2 separate regions of the Sus scrofa genome follow, and region 2 is linked to region 1. The links are chromatin contacts, called in public Hi-C maps. All regions are on one chromosome and are shown on one strand. Each heading gives the region's core, a stretch centred on a gene start, on an enhancer-like site or on the middle of the called end of the contact. The rest is flanking DNA. Distances are from core to core; before and after follow the strand shown.

Region 1 (6,798 bases), core at 1,823-4,322:
CCAGGGTGCCGCAAACCTCCCAGGCAGTGCCCCTCAGTCCCACAGTGACTTCTCTGCACCCCCTTCATCCTGGAACCCCCTCTCCCATGGGAAGGGTGTGTCTGGAGGAGAGGGGGGGGCCGCCTGGCCTGTCTTGGGTTTTGTCACACTCATTTTGACTGAATAAAAGTCCTGTTGCCAAAGTGAATCTTGGGTGTTTTGGTGGCTGTGTCAGGCTGTGGGGGAGGGGTGGGAGTGCTGGGATTAGGGGAGCCAGGGTGGCATCGAGCCAGGCAGACTCCTGGGTACCACATGTAGGTGCCTTACATGCTGGGCCTTCTCTGCAGGTAGGGAGGCTACCTAGGCTCTCACAACCTTCCTGGTCTAGTTATCATCATCTTCTCTTACAGATGAGGGAACCGAGAAAGGATAAGAGGAATGAAGGAAACATCTTAAATCTCACCCTGGAATCTTGGCAGGATCAGAGTTTGCATCCGGGCCAGGGCACCAGGTTCCAGGGTCAGACTTCTGATCTCTGCCTGTGCTCCTTAGCTGGAGACCAATCCCTCTGGCCTATAATGACACACCGCCAGTATTTGAGCTGCAGCTGCCAGCCTACACCACACCTACACCGCAGGTCACGGCAATCCTTTACCCACTGAGCAAGACCAGAGATTGAGCTAGTTGGGTTCATTACCGCTGAGCCACAACAGAAGCTCCTTCTGGGTGACTCTTTTCAGGGCACACAACCATACCCCTGGCCAGCCCTCCCCACTCCTCCCTGTCCTCTACTCAGTTCAGGCTCCCGAGGCCAGGTATCTGGGGCTGCCCAAGCTTAGGATAGGCCAGGACGAAGATCTGGAGGTCTTAGTGGGCCCTCAAGCTTAGAAAGAGGCAATAATGGTGTAATGAAACTGCTTAGGATCTCAGTGTCCCCTTTGCTGCTGAAACGGAAAGCCAGGGCTCACCCCTAGGAGGCTCTGTAAGTCTGGAGGGCCAGATTCTACACCCAGATGCATCTGTTTTATTTTTTCATTTTTTGGCCACACCTGCAGCATGCAGAAGTTCCTGGGCCAGGGATCAAACCTGAGCCACAGCAGTGCCCCAGCCACAGCAATGACATTGCCGGATCCTTAACCTGCTAGGCCACCAGGGAACTCCTCCCAGATGTATCTTTTGAGAGGAACAAACTAGGACAGTGGTTTGCAAACTTGGTTCTCCAATTGTGGCTAGAGGCCTGGGGGGATCTCTCTGCCCTCCCCTCACCCAGAGCAACTCCACTGTTATCTGTCTTATATGCTGGACTTCACCTGAGATTTCATTTGAAAACAGGGTACTGCACCTAAAAGCCTCCACCCTGGCACTTCTGAAAGAGTCCTGCAGGAGTGGTTGGGGCTAAGGTCCATAAATAGTGATGGTGCTATGGATGCTGAGCTAAGAAAGAGAAGTCTGAGGCCACAATGGTGCCTGTCCTGGGTCTTGCAAGGTAGTAGTTGATTTGTCCTGATGTTCCCAGAGGAAAGAACTAAGCCCAAATATAGACATAACACCTCACCCTTCTCTACGCAGAACTTTACAAACACAGGAATTCTTCATCCATGTCGGCCATCTGAGGACCACTTGGGGAAGTGGTGGGTTTATCATCTGATGGAGCAGACTGGGGGTGGAAGAGCAGACCAGGTAACCTCTGGTGCCCCTGTCCCCTTCAAGAGTCCAAGAAGCTAGTATCCACGCCCCCAAGGGAGGGGTCCAGAAACCTTTAAAAACCACCTGATCGGACTCATGCAGATATATGCAAGTTGCACACAAATCACATGCAAATATAGGCAGAGCCTGTTCTAACAAGACCCTGAACTGGGCGAAGGTAAAAGGAGAAACAGAGTTCCATTGAGGAAGTTTGGCAGAAACTGGTATCAAAGCTGAGTGGCCTGGCTACAATCTGGGCCCTGGGATCTCAAATCATCCAGAGGCCTCAGGCTGAAGGCCTCCACCACATACACCCCCTGCCACCCACCCACACATACACACTTTGGGCAGAAATCAGTAGCAGCCAGGGCTTGCAATCTGCTCCAATTATCTGATGCTCCAATTATCTGCCCCACAACTTAGTGACTTCACCTAACATTTCTTTCGCTCACACATCTGCAGTTTGGGCAATGCGCAGTGGGAATGACTGTCTCTGTTCCACTGGGCATCAGCTAGAGCAGCTTGGAGCCAGGGGGCTGGAATCATCTGAAGACTCACTGGTCTCACATCTGGTGGCTGATGCTGGCCGTCGGCCCCAGCACCTACATGTGGCTTCTCCATGTGCCTGGGGGCTGGGCTCCAAGGACAGAGCCAGGCAGGGCCTGTGTCATAGTTTAGAATCTAGCCCTGGATGTTCCACAGTGTCACTACCACATTCTATTCATGAGAAGCAAATCACTAAGGCAGGCACATTCCAGGGAGGGGAGTTAGATTCCACTCGGATGGGAGCAGAGTAAGAAGCTTTGGGCATGTTTGACCACAGGACTCCTTTGTGGGGATGGGTGGCGAACAATAGGAAGGCCCACTGGAGAGGCCCTGGGGTGTGATGGGAGGGGCTGCAGGAAGACAGGGAGGGCTCCTGACTCCCAGCCAAGCCCTGCTTCTGGGTCTCATCCCTATGATTAGTGATGATCAGTCTGGAGGGCCAGTCCTGAAGTTACAGGGACCAGGGACCAGGCCCCTGTGAACACCTGGCAATGGTGAAAACTCCCTCTCCTAGGGCAGTGATGGATCAGGGGCCACAGGAAGCTGGTGCCAGCCTGAGAACCACATCCAACCAGGGACCATAGACCCCAGAGTAACAGAGCCAGAAGGAGCCACCCAACCCCTCATGAGTCAGATAAGGAAACCAAGAACCATGAGAAGCAGGAGTTGCTCAAGTTCACAGGGAAGTTGAAGGCAAAGCCAGGGCTTGAACCCAGGCCAGCCACACCCCGCCTGGAGCCCTTTGCCCTCAACCCGGCCAGGCCACAGTCAGTACTGGACTGAGCTCCAGAGCCCAGAGGGCATCTAGCCTGCGATCTCTGCTCCTGGGAGGGCTGTGACTGGAGGGTTTTGCTGCCATCCTGTGGAGATAGTGAGAATTACAGCTACAGGGAGGAGGGCCTGATGGCCACCCACCCCTAAGACTGGCTCAGCCCCATCCGGGAGACACAGACCCAGACTCTCAGTGAGCTGACAGTATAAGCTTGAATGAAAATAACTGCAATTTATCCAAGTGTTTGCTTGGAAGGGTACCAGCAAGTTGTAGAAACAAGAAAATGTGATCCACTGGGGGCCAGGGTTAAGGAAGACTGGGAAGAAGAGTAGAGAAGGGGGGAAAAGACATCTCAGGCTGAAGGCACAGGGTAAGCCAAGCGCATGGGAAAACCAGGGAGCAGCCAGGGGGCTATCATTTGCTGCATGGGGCCTGGCATTTAGTAGATACTTAATAAATGTGTGAATGAATTATTACTAGACTTCCAGAGCATATGCTTTTTCGTGATTGATGTGTCTGAGGAAAGGCTCATGTGGCTTACTAGGTGGAACAGGAACTAGTAAGAGGCCCAGATGGCTTGGTACTTCCTCAGGGAAGGGAAAGAGTCACTGTGGAGTCCTCGGTACCACAGTGATAATGATTCCTCTGTTATTACTTCTCGTGGTGTTGAATAGAACACCCTCACATCACCTCCTGAGTCTTCTCACAGCCTTGTAGTGAGCAGGGCTGGACTTACTGTCATCTTCCCATTTGCCAGATGAAGAAACTGAGGCCTAGAGAAGTGATGTGATAGAACTGGGAACTTGGGTCTTCTTGTTTCAAGCCCATGCAGGCTGTTGATTGTTACCTGTAGATTGAGGACCAAGAAGAGTAGGGGACCTTGGAGGGAGGAGTTGGTTGACTTGGCTGAAATGGAGGGCGTTTTGGCCACACCTATGGCATGTGGAAATTCCCATGCCAAAGACTGAACCTATTCCACAGCAGCAACCCAAGCCACAGCAGTGACGATTCCAGGTCCTTAACTACTGAGCCACCAGGAAACTCTGGAGATTTTCTTTTTGAATATTGAGGAGAGACCAAGGACTGTCAGACCCTGAAGAGGAGATGTGGAGAGTTTGGCCATGTCCTAAAATGCAGGTTGGGTCAGGAAACTGCCATAGCTCCCCACTGCCCCCAGAGCCATCCAATGCCTTTAGCCTGGCATTCAAGTCCCTCTCACAAGAGGCAGTGTAACCCAGTGGTTAAGGATCAGATTTACAATCCCCGCTCAGTCACTCTCTGGCTGTGTGACCCAGTGGACAACCTTTAACCTTTGGTGCCATGGTTTTCTCCTCTATAATCTATGAACAAGCAGAGCACGCACTTGATAGGTTGTGAGCAGTAAAACCGGTTATGTAAAGCATTCAGGACTGTGCTATTATTATTATTTTTTATTATTTTTTTGTCTTTTTGCCTTTTCTAGGGCTATTTCCCGCAGCACATGGAGGTTCCCAGGTTAGGGGTCTAATCAGAGCTGTAGCTGCTGGCCTACGCCATAGCCACAGTAACGCCTGATCCGAGCTGCGTCTGCAACCTACACCACAGCTCACGGCAACGCCAGATCCTTAACCCACTGAGCGAGGCCAGGGATCAAACCCGCAACATCATGGTTCCTAGTCGGAATTGTTAACTACTGCACCATGACAGGAACTCCTGTGCTATTATTATTATTATTATTATTATTAGCTGGGAATTCCCTGGTGGCTCAGCAGGTTAAGGATCCAGCATTGTCCCTGCAGTGGCTTGGGTCACTGCTGTGGCGCAGGTTCAACTCTTGTTGTGGGAACTTCCATATGCTATGAACACAGTCAAAAAAATTATTAACCAGAGCAGAGGCTAATTTCTGCCCCTGTCATCCTCCAAGCTGAGCTCCTGGCTTCTCCAGAACACGCCATGCAGTGGTGGCTCCAGGCCTTTCTGCAAGCTGTTCCTTCAGAATGAGGCTAACTATCCCTTCTTTCCAGATCCTTCCAAATATCCTCCCTATCCTCTCCGCTAGGACCATCTGTCCTGCCTTTGCCCTTGCTCTGCAACCTCTCATACTTTCCTTCTGCAACATAAAATGCACATGATGTGTGTTGGCTACAGCTCCTTGGAGAACTTGGGATGTGAGCTTCCATGGACAGGTGTGGCCTCTTATCTCTTTCTTTCTTTTTTTTTTTTTTTTTTTTTGTCTTTTTGCTATTTCTTTGGGCTGCTCTCGTGGCATATGGAGGTTCCCAGGCTAGGGGTCCTATTGGAGCTGTAGCCACTGGCCTACGCCAGAGCCACAGCAACGTGAGATCCGAGCCGCGTCTGCAACCTACACCACAGCTCACGGCAACGCCAGATCGTTAACACACTGAGCGAGGGCAGGGACCGAACCCGCAACCTCATGATTCCTAGTCGGATTCGTGAACCACTGCGCCACGACAGGAACTCCTCTTATCTCTTTCTGACCCAGCACTGCTGCCATGAGCAGCACCAAATATGATGCTTCTGGAAAGAAAGCAAGAAAGCAGGAAGGCAAAGAGGGAGGGAGAAAAGATGAAGAGAAAGGAGGGAGAGAGATGAAGGGTGAACCAAAGATGAAGCTGAGAGAGAGAATTTAAGAGAAACCAGCTCCATCCATCTTGCAACAACTTGAGGGAAAGGAACGTGGAGACTGGAAACTTGGGGTAATTTGCAACTTTTCCTTGGGTCTTATTGTCATTGCTTGAGCCATGGCATTGAAACAGACTTTGAAAACTTTGAAGTGGCTCTGGACTTATTATTTCACCTCTCTGAAGCTCAATTTCCTCATCTGTAATAGAGATAATCATGGTACTTATCTAATTGGTTTGTTTGGAGAATCGAATGGGAAATGACTGGAAAATCCTTGGCACCTGGTCCATAGTAAGCACTCAATAAATGCTATGTATTATGACGGCGATGGTTCGGTGAATGAGATTTCCGGACTTGTTGGAGTTAAGGGTGTGCACTGCTGGGGAAGGACGCGTTTCTGAAGCTTGGAGGGATGCCTATTGTCCTAGAATTGGGCCCAGTGGTCACACAGAGGTCACACCGTGTTTTCTCCCAGCTCCCCCCAAAAGACATACAATAAAGACTCCTGATTGCTTGATTAAAGGAAGCGGATACACAATTCATTTCAATTTTAGACCTAACCACCCCCCCACCTTTCAAAAAGAATTGCACACTCTACTCCAATTTACACAGTGAGCCAACATGGAATTTTCCAGCGGGTTCTGAAGCCTTTGAAGTGACCAGACCAGACTATTGATTTATTTCCAACTAACCTCTCTCTTTGAACCCAGAAGGGTCAAGGTTAATTGTATAATAAAACACACTGTGCCCAGCTGCCCCCTCTGCGGGCGCACGGAGCCCCCCAGACCTTTCTGAGCCGGGGAAGGCTGGATCGTATTTCTGATCCCTTCCCCGCATTCATTTCCTTCATCAGGGCCCATTAAGAGGAAGGGAAAAAAAAAAAACAAAAACCGACCCCTCATTTCCTCCCTGAGAGATAAATTTTAATTTGCTGCAAACCAACAAAGGGGATCTAAGCTGCTTCTAGGCTGCACCCTGCGGTTGATAAATCTTGCGGGGAGCAACTATTCTGGGGCTGGCTGGGAAAGGGGGGGTGGGGGCGGGAAACGAAGGGGCAAGGACCCCAAGTCTGCTTCTCACACGTGGGGGGAGGGGCACTCCTAAGGGCCTGACTCAGCGGATGCTTCTAGGGCGGAAACGTCTCCATTAAGCCTTCATTGCCGGTTGAAGTGAGTTAACCCACTGCCCACAGC
Region 2 (6,798 bases), core at 1,162-3,661, 48 kb before region 1:
TAGCAGGTTCGATCCCTGGCCTTGCTCAGTAGGTTGAGGATCCAGCATTGCTGTGGGCTGTGGTGTAGGTCGCAGACATGGCTCAGATCTGGAGTTGCTGTGGCTGTGGTGTAGGTTGAAGGCTGTAGCTCTGATTAGACCCCTAGCCTGGGAACCTCCGTATGCCACAGGTGCAGCCCTAAAAAGCAAACAAACAAAAAAAAAAAATTAAAAAGAAAATAACTTATTCAGAATCCTAGGATAGGAAACCCCCCCCCAAAAAAAAAGAAAAAAGAAAGAGCTGAACCATCTCTTTCTCTCAACAGGCACTTAGGAAAAATATTTAAACTTAGGAAAGATGTTTTCTTTGATGGCATGCTTTTAGACTCTTCAAGGATCTCCTTCCATCTGGACACATATTTTTTAACTTTCTTGGGTGCAAGGGAGGAGTGAACCACTAACTCCAGAGGTCTGGGCTCAGCAACTCTTCTTTGTTCTGGCAACTCCAGAATTGCCTGTGGCTGCATGTTCACACATATAGACACTGTACCTACAAGCTCAGAGACCTGTACATGCACACTCACCTTCACAAATACCCTTGAGTCCATTAACCTGGGCACAACAGTCACACACAAAACCCCACACTGACACCACTCACACAAGGATCACAGTTGGCAGCTTCTCTGCTAAGATCTTTACAGTGTCTGGACTATGCTTGCTTTTCCTCTGCAGGGAACCAGAAGCCAGAGGCTGCTCTGCCCAGGACCACCCCAAAGTGGCTGGTAAGCCAGCCCCAAGTTAATTGACAGATCATAGGGAGAGATACCGCACATTTTGTATGCAGCGGAATAGCCATTATTTGCATATCACTCTCAGACCAAGGGTTGTGATAAAGAAGAATTAAACACTTGTCAAAATGAATTTACAATGACAGCAACTCGAGACACCAATTTGACCTCTCCAGAGTCTAGGACAAGCCAAGAAGGGGTTGTTGAGAATTCAAGCCCTGCAGGGGGGAGTTCCAGGACTTTGCACCCAGGGAGGGCCCCCCTTCCCTCCCTTTCCGGTGGTCAGTAGTGGCCCATCATTCCTGCTCTTCCTCATAATAAAATTGGTTTGCAGCTTTGGTGTTCCCTAACTCTGAATTTCTCCATTGCATTCCATTGCCTGCTCCTAAGTCCTGTCTCTCAGGCTCACCTTCCAATTGCTACCTTACAGTCAGGAGTCCCTGGACTCCCTAACCCATCATTAGTAAACTTAACTGATTTCTAGAGGACTTTTCTTTACCCACCTGCACCAAATTTAGTTTTATATATGGTTAATTAACACTCCTGGTCCAAGATTCCAGAGCTGATACTAAAGGGGAGATGTAGTTATTCCTCTGCGGTACCAGTTCAACACAAGAGCGAATGGCTGAATGTGGCAGAGATTACCCTCTTTAAATCTCCTGCTTGTAGAACTTCGTAGTTGCTCAGTAATTTTGATGGACTAGCCCATGGTGCTGAACTCTGAGGGCGAGCATGGATATGTATCTCCTAAGAGGCATGCCTATCTTCTGTAACAATTCTTACGTGAGACCAATGTCCTTTATGTGTTTTCTGACGTGAAACGTTCAGTCTTTGTGGCATAGAAATGTTACTGGGCATTTTAACTTTCTGTGCGCTTTTCCGGTTACTAGATTGTTTGTCACGACCTGTGTTTTGTAAATGTCCTATGAGTGAGCAAGAGAGACACGACTATATCTTCCGGATGAGCTCAGAGAGTGACTATCTTGGCAGAACTGCAGTCAGAACCCAGGAACCCGGTTACTTTAGCATTCTCATTGTCTGCTTCCCAAGGAAGGCCCTGGGGGAAACTGCCTTCCCACTCCCTCGTGCCTCCTGTCCACCCGAGAGCCGGAACTCCTCAGTCTAGAGTGGCCAGTCTTGCATCTAAACGTCCTAGCCTTTGGATGGAAGAACCTGAAGGCCTTGGAAAACAGAATCTGACAACTTTGTGCAGCTTTTAGGGAATTATCTTGACAATGTAGACTTGGGCACGGTGGAGGAGGGCGCAGCAGAGAGTGGGTCAGAGCGAATCCCGCAGCTTTGCCCATTTCTCCGCAACCCGGACCCACTTCGCAGTCCTTTGGGTCTCCACTTTCCCAGCCCCCCAAAGTCCGGGGCTGGCTCGCGGGAAGTGGGTACAGGGCTGCTCCTCGGGACGGCGCCAGCCCCGCTAGCCCCAGTTCAAAGCGCAGGGGGCGCGTCCGCCGCGCAGCCGGGAATGTCCGGCCGCTTAAAGCGCTCGCCGGCTCTTTTGTTCCCCAGACCGGGCCTCCGGGGAGAGGGGGCTGGGGGAGGGGACCGGGAGAGGAGGGAAGGGGGGCGGCGGGCGGCGGGAGGAGGGCGGGGCGGGCTCAGGCGGTGCCGAGTGCGGAGCGCGCACCCAGGGCGAGGCTGACAGATCGCCAGGGTGGGTGCAAGATGGCGCAAGCGGCGCTCCCCCAGCGCCCCTGGCGCTCCTAGGCAGGCATGTGGCCCCAGCCCCCAGCCGCCCGGGCTCGGCCCCGGCCGGAGCCCCGGCCCCGGCCCCGGCGCCGGCCCCGCGGAACGCTGTGAGCCGCGAGAGGCCCCGGAGCCGCGCGTCGCCGAGCCGAGCGGACCGCGAGCCCCATGGCTGCTCTGCGCGCCGCGCCCCCGAGCCGCTGGCCCCGGCTCTTGCTGCCGCTGCTGCTGCCGCCGCTGCTGCTGCTGCTGCCCGCGCCGAGCGACGGTGAGCTAGGGCGTCCGCGACCCGGCGGCCGTGAACCCAGCCCGGGGAAGGGCGAGAAGGGAGTAAACGCGCGCGAGGGGCGGACCTGAGGAGAGCGGCGCGGACCTGCAGGCGGACCCCGGGACCTAGGGACTTGCCGGAGAACGGGAGCCGAGCGGGACAGGGCGGAGCCCGGGGAGAGGGCACTGAAGCGGGCACGGCAGGAGGATGCTGAGGACCGAGCTCCTGAAGAGAGACCTGCAGTCAGTCAGTCCGCTGCAGCTCCACAACTGAGGGCAGGACCCGAGCCCGGACCGAGGGGCAAGGAGCGCGGCAAAGCAGGAGCTCGGCGGGAGGGCTGGAGTTGGGGAAAGGGGGGAACGAGCCACGGGAGACCGCAGGGCAGAGTCCTGTCCGAGGGGGCGAGCTGGGGTGCGCGGAGCCCTGCGGTGGGCACAGGGTGGCCGGAGGCGGCGGATGCAGGAGACCGCAGACCCCGGGGGCGAAGGCCGGGATAGAGCGGGCTGCGCTGGGCGCAGAGGGCAGGTCCTGGATTTGGAGCCGGGACTGAGGCGGGGAGTGAGAGGGAGAGACCAAGGAAGAGGAGGAAGATTCCTGGCGGTGCGCGCGTTGGGAGTGGGAGACCTGAGAGACACACCTCGAGCTGAGGAAGGGGCAGAGAAGCCGACCAAGGGCGAGTGAACGGCTGGGCTGCCCACGTGCCCGCCTTGCCCCGGAGGGTGTGCACGCAGAGCTCGGGGTCTGCCGGCTTGGCTGCCCGGAGCTCCGTCACCACCACTCTGTTTCCACAGTGGGTGTAACGGGCTCACCTCACAGGAGAGGGGTGCAAATTGAGTCCCTTCTCCTCCCACCTCAAGTTCTCAGCAGACATTGCTCTGGGCACTGTTCTCTCCCCTCTTAGCTCCGAAGAAGCGGGATATCGCGGCAGCATCTAGGAGAAACTTTGTCCTCCGGTTGCTATACCGGGATTGGAGCGGGGAGCAGAAGCAGCTGAAATGCAGGTCTTGGGGAAGATGGGTAGGGATTTGAAGGGGCGTGACCCTCAAATGTCCTAATAGGAATTACGCAGCCCTGAGGGTGGGGAAAACCCCCCTAACCCCAGCCCTCCTCCTCCCTCCTTTCTCCCCACCCACTGCCTGGTCTCCTCTCAGCCAGGGAGGGCGCTGGTCTGTTGGGAAGGGGCCAGCTCAGGGATCGCTAGCTTCACGGAAATGTGAGGAGGGGGTCTGTGGCTGCCTTTTCAGCTCAGGTGGGTTCTTTCTCCCTGGCGGGGAGTTGTAACTGGTCTGGTGAGTTGCTCGTTGGAGAAGTTGGAGACTTGGCATCTTGCCTGATTTGGAGTTCTTGTTCTTCCTCTTCTGATTCCTTGATCACCCTCTTCTCCCTTCTCTTCCTTCCTTCCTCTTTCTGTCCCTTTCTCTTCTGCAGGAGTGAAGAGGTTGCTGACAGTAGAGCTTCTAGGAACCTCCCTCCTGAATTTTGGGAAATATGAGTTGATATTTGGTATCCCTCATCTGCCTTATGACAAAGAGAAAACAAGCAAAACAACCAAAGCCCAGAGCTTCTTAGGGGAGGAGCAGTAGTGCTGGATGCTAGCCTAGCTTGTACCTGATACTGGGCCAACACACCCTGCTCCCTGCCAGGCACTGGACCAGGCCTCACATGGTTTTGCCAGCAACAAGAAGCAAAGATTTATTACTATCTCATTTTATATTTGTTTGGAACTTTTTTTTCCCTTTTTATCTATTTAGGGCCACACCCATGACATATGGAGGTTCCCAGTCTAGGGTTCGAATCGGAGCTGTAGCCACAAGCCTACACCACAGCCACAGCAATGCGGGATCTGAGCCACGTCTGCAACCTACACCACAGCTCATGGCAATGCCGGATCCTTAACCCACTGGGCAAGTCCAGGGATCAAACCTGCGTCCTCATGGATGCTAGTCAGGTTAGCTAACCACTGAGCCATGATGGGGTCGTGGAACTCCTATATTTGTTTAGAACTTTTAACTTTTCACAGTGCCTTTGAATCTGTTAGTCACATTTAATAACAAGCCACACTGTTGTTCCTGATTTAAACACATAAGGAATGGAAGCCAGGCCAGGTTGAACACCTAACATGAGGTCATACCCTGAAAGTCTGAGGCTTCAGTGATTTGCTAGGATAACCACAGAAGTGGCAGGAGCTGTATTGAAATCAAAGTCTTATTTTCGGGTCCCGGATTTGCAGCTATTAACTGTGAGGCCTCAGACAAGTTGCTTAACATCTCTGGGCTTCAGTTTCCTTTTCTCTAAAAGATAAAAAATTTTTAAAAGATGGTAGTGGAGTTCCCATCATGGCTCAGTGGTTAACGAATCCGACCAGGAACCATGAGGTTGCGGGTTCGATCCCTGGCCTTGCTCAGTGGGTTAAGGATCCGGTGTTGCCGTGAGCTGTGGTGTGGGTCAAAGACGCGGCTCAGATCCTGAGTTGCTGTGGCTCTGGTGTAGGCCGGTGGCTACAGCTTCGATTAGACCTCTCGCCTGGGAACCTCCATATGCCGCGGGAGTGGCCCTAGAAAAGGCAAAAAAAGACAAATAAATAATAAATAAATAAAAGATGGTAGTAATAATATCCATCTCTCCAAGATGGTCTGTTGATGAAGTAAATATACTGTATGAGATGATACTTCATAATAACTCACAAAGTTCTGTGTGTTAATGGAGATTCCTATTAACATCACAGAATGACAGGGATGGGATGCACAGATCCAGAGAACTTGGAACCCTTGCTCCAGCTCATTCCATGCTCACCTCTCCTTTTGCTCTCATCTCCCTCACCCGATTCAGGTCTTGGCCACTCTGCTGAACTGGCCTTTGCTGTGGAGCCAAGCGATGATGTTGCAGTCCCTGGGCAGCCCGTGGTACTGGGCTGCAGGGTGGAGGGGACCCCTCCAGTGCGAATCACCTGGCGGAAGAATGGGGTGGAGCTGCCAGAGAGTACCCACTCTACCGTGCTGGCAAATGGGTCCTTGATGATCCGCCACTTCCTGCTGGATCAAGGAGGCAGCCCTTCAGATGAGGGTGACTATGAGTGTGTGGCTCAGAACCGCTTTGGGCTGGTGGTTAGCCGGAAGGCTCGAATCCAGGCAGCAAGTAAGTGGATGCTCTTACCTTTTTTTTCCCCCCAGGCCATGGGGGATAGAGGAGTGGTTCCATCTTATGCAGCTTCTGGAGCACTAATTTCTCAGCATGGGTCAGTTGAGAGGTGCATAGCAGTGATCTGTGGTGGTAGAATTACAGCATATACTCATTTAAGTGATTGGTATGCAATTTGACAAGAATGTAGCCAAACACTGTTGTGGGGAGAGGGAAAGAGAAATCGAGAGCAAGCTTTATCCAGCTCTTGGGTCAGTGTGTCTTAGTTTCCAGATGCATTGTGAGCATCCCAGTCTATTGAGTAAAATTCTCAATAGACTGGGATGCTTTAAACAATTTAAAAATTGTTTTAAAGATCAATGATTGTCATATTTTGGGGCGATTTAAGAGAATTTGAAGGGTAATTTTGGCTACCTGCATCTTTTAATTATGTGCTGACTCTCAAACCTTTTGGGTAGGATAAAACCTCACTGTGCCAGAGATGACATTCTGAAGCTTGTCAACAATTTGCTTAACAGAAGATGTGATAGAATAATTTCAGGGTTAACACAGTGATGACATTACTCCCCCTTCAAGCCGGTGTACTTTGTAAAAGAATTTCAGCTTTATTGAGGAATAATTGACAGTAAAATTATGAGATACTTAAAGTATACATGGTGGTGACTTAATATTCAGTGTGGGGTTTTGTTGTTGTTGTTGTTGTTTTCTTGATTGGGAGAGAAGAGGTGTCTCAGCTCTGGAATTTTGCTTTGCTTGTGCTGATGGACCATTGGGTATTGCAGTGATGAAATGATGGCTGTGCTTTACCGCCCTGCCCTGCAAAAAGTTATTGTAGTTGTTGTTTAATCTGTGTACACGTGTGGGAATTGTTTCTTTTTTCTTTTTTTTTTTTTTTTTTTTTTGGTCTTTTTGTCTTTGTTGTTGTTG

Evidence for each region. Hi-C and Micro-C count contacts between places; a contact is called where the count stands out from the background.
Region 2: a Hi-C map of embryonic fibroblasts shows a contact between it and region 1, with 5 times the contacts expected there. The contact joins the promoter of IGDCC3 here to the enhancer-like site in region 1. A contact is called at or near these places in 2 of 5 promoter capture datasets (fetal skeletal muscle and liver), 26 of 47 Hi-C or Micro-C datasets (adipose tissue, alveolar macrophages, brain and 16 more) and 1 of 2 datasets of contacts at active chromatin or transcription factors (skeletal muscle).

What each region holds. Positions count from the first base shown.
Region 1 is chr1:163,340,720-163,347,517 of Sscrofa11.1, reverse strand. IGDCC3 (immunoglobulin superfamily DCC subclass member 3) reads left to right here. Exons shown (of 14, transcript XM_021100139.1): 14 at 1-187. Among named protein-coding and RNA genes, the nearest start is that of PARP16, 24 kb to the right of the region's middle. Within about 2 kb of position 3,072, at least 16 of the 83 cell types and tissues checked have an H3K27ac peak or open chromatin away from gene starts, as enhancers often do. A contact at or near this core is called in adipose tissue, alveolar macrophages, embryonic fibroblasts and 2 more, where this site is marked.
Region 2 is chr1:163,387,777-163,394,574 of Sscrofa11.1, reverse strand. IGDCC3 (immunoglobulin superfamily DCC subclass member 3) reads left to right here and starts at 2,411. Exons shown (of 14, transcript XM_021100139.1): 1 at 2,411-2,733; 2 at 5,563-5,868. The coding sequence starts at 2,634.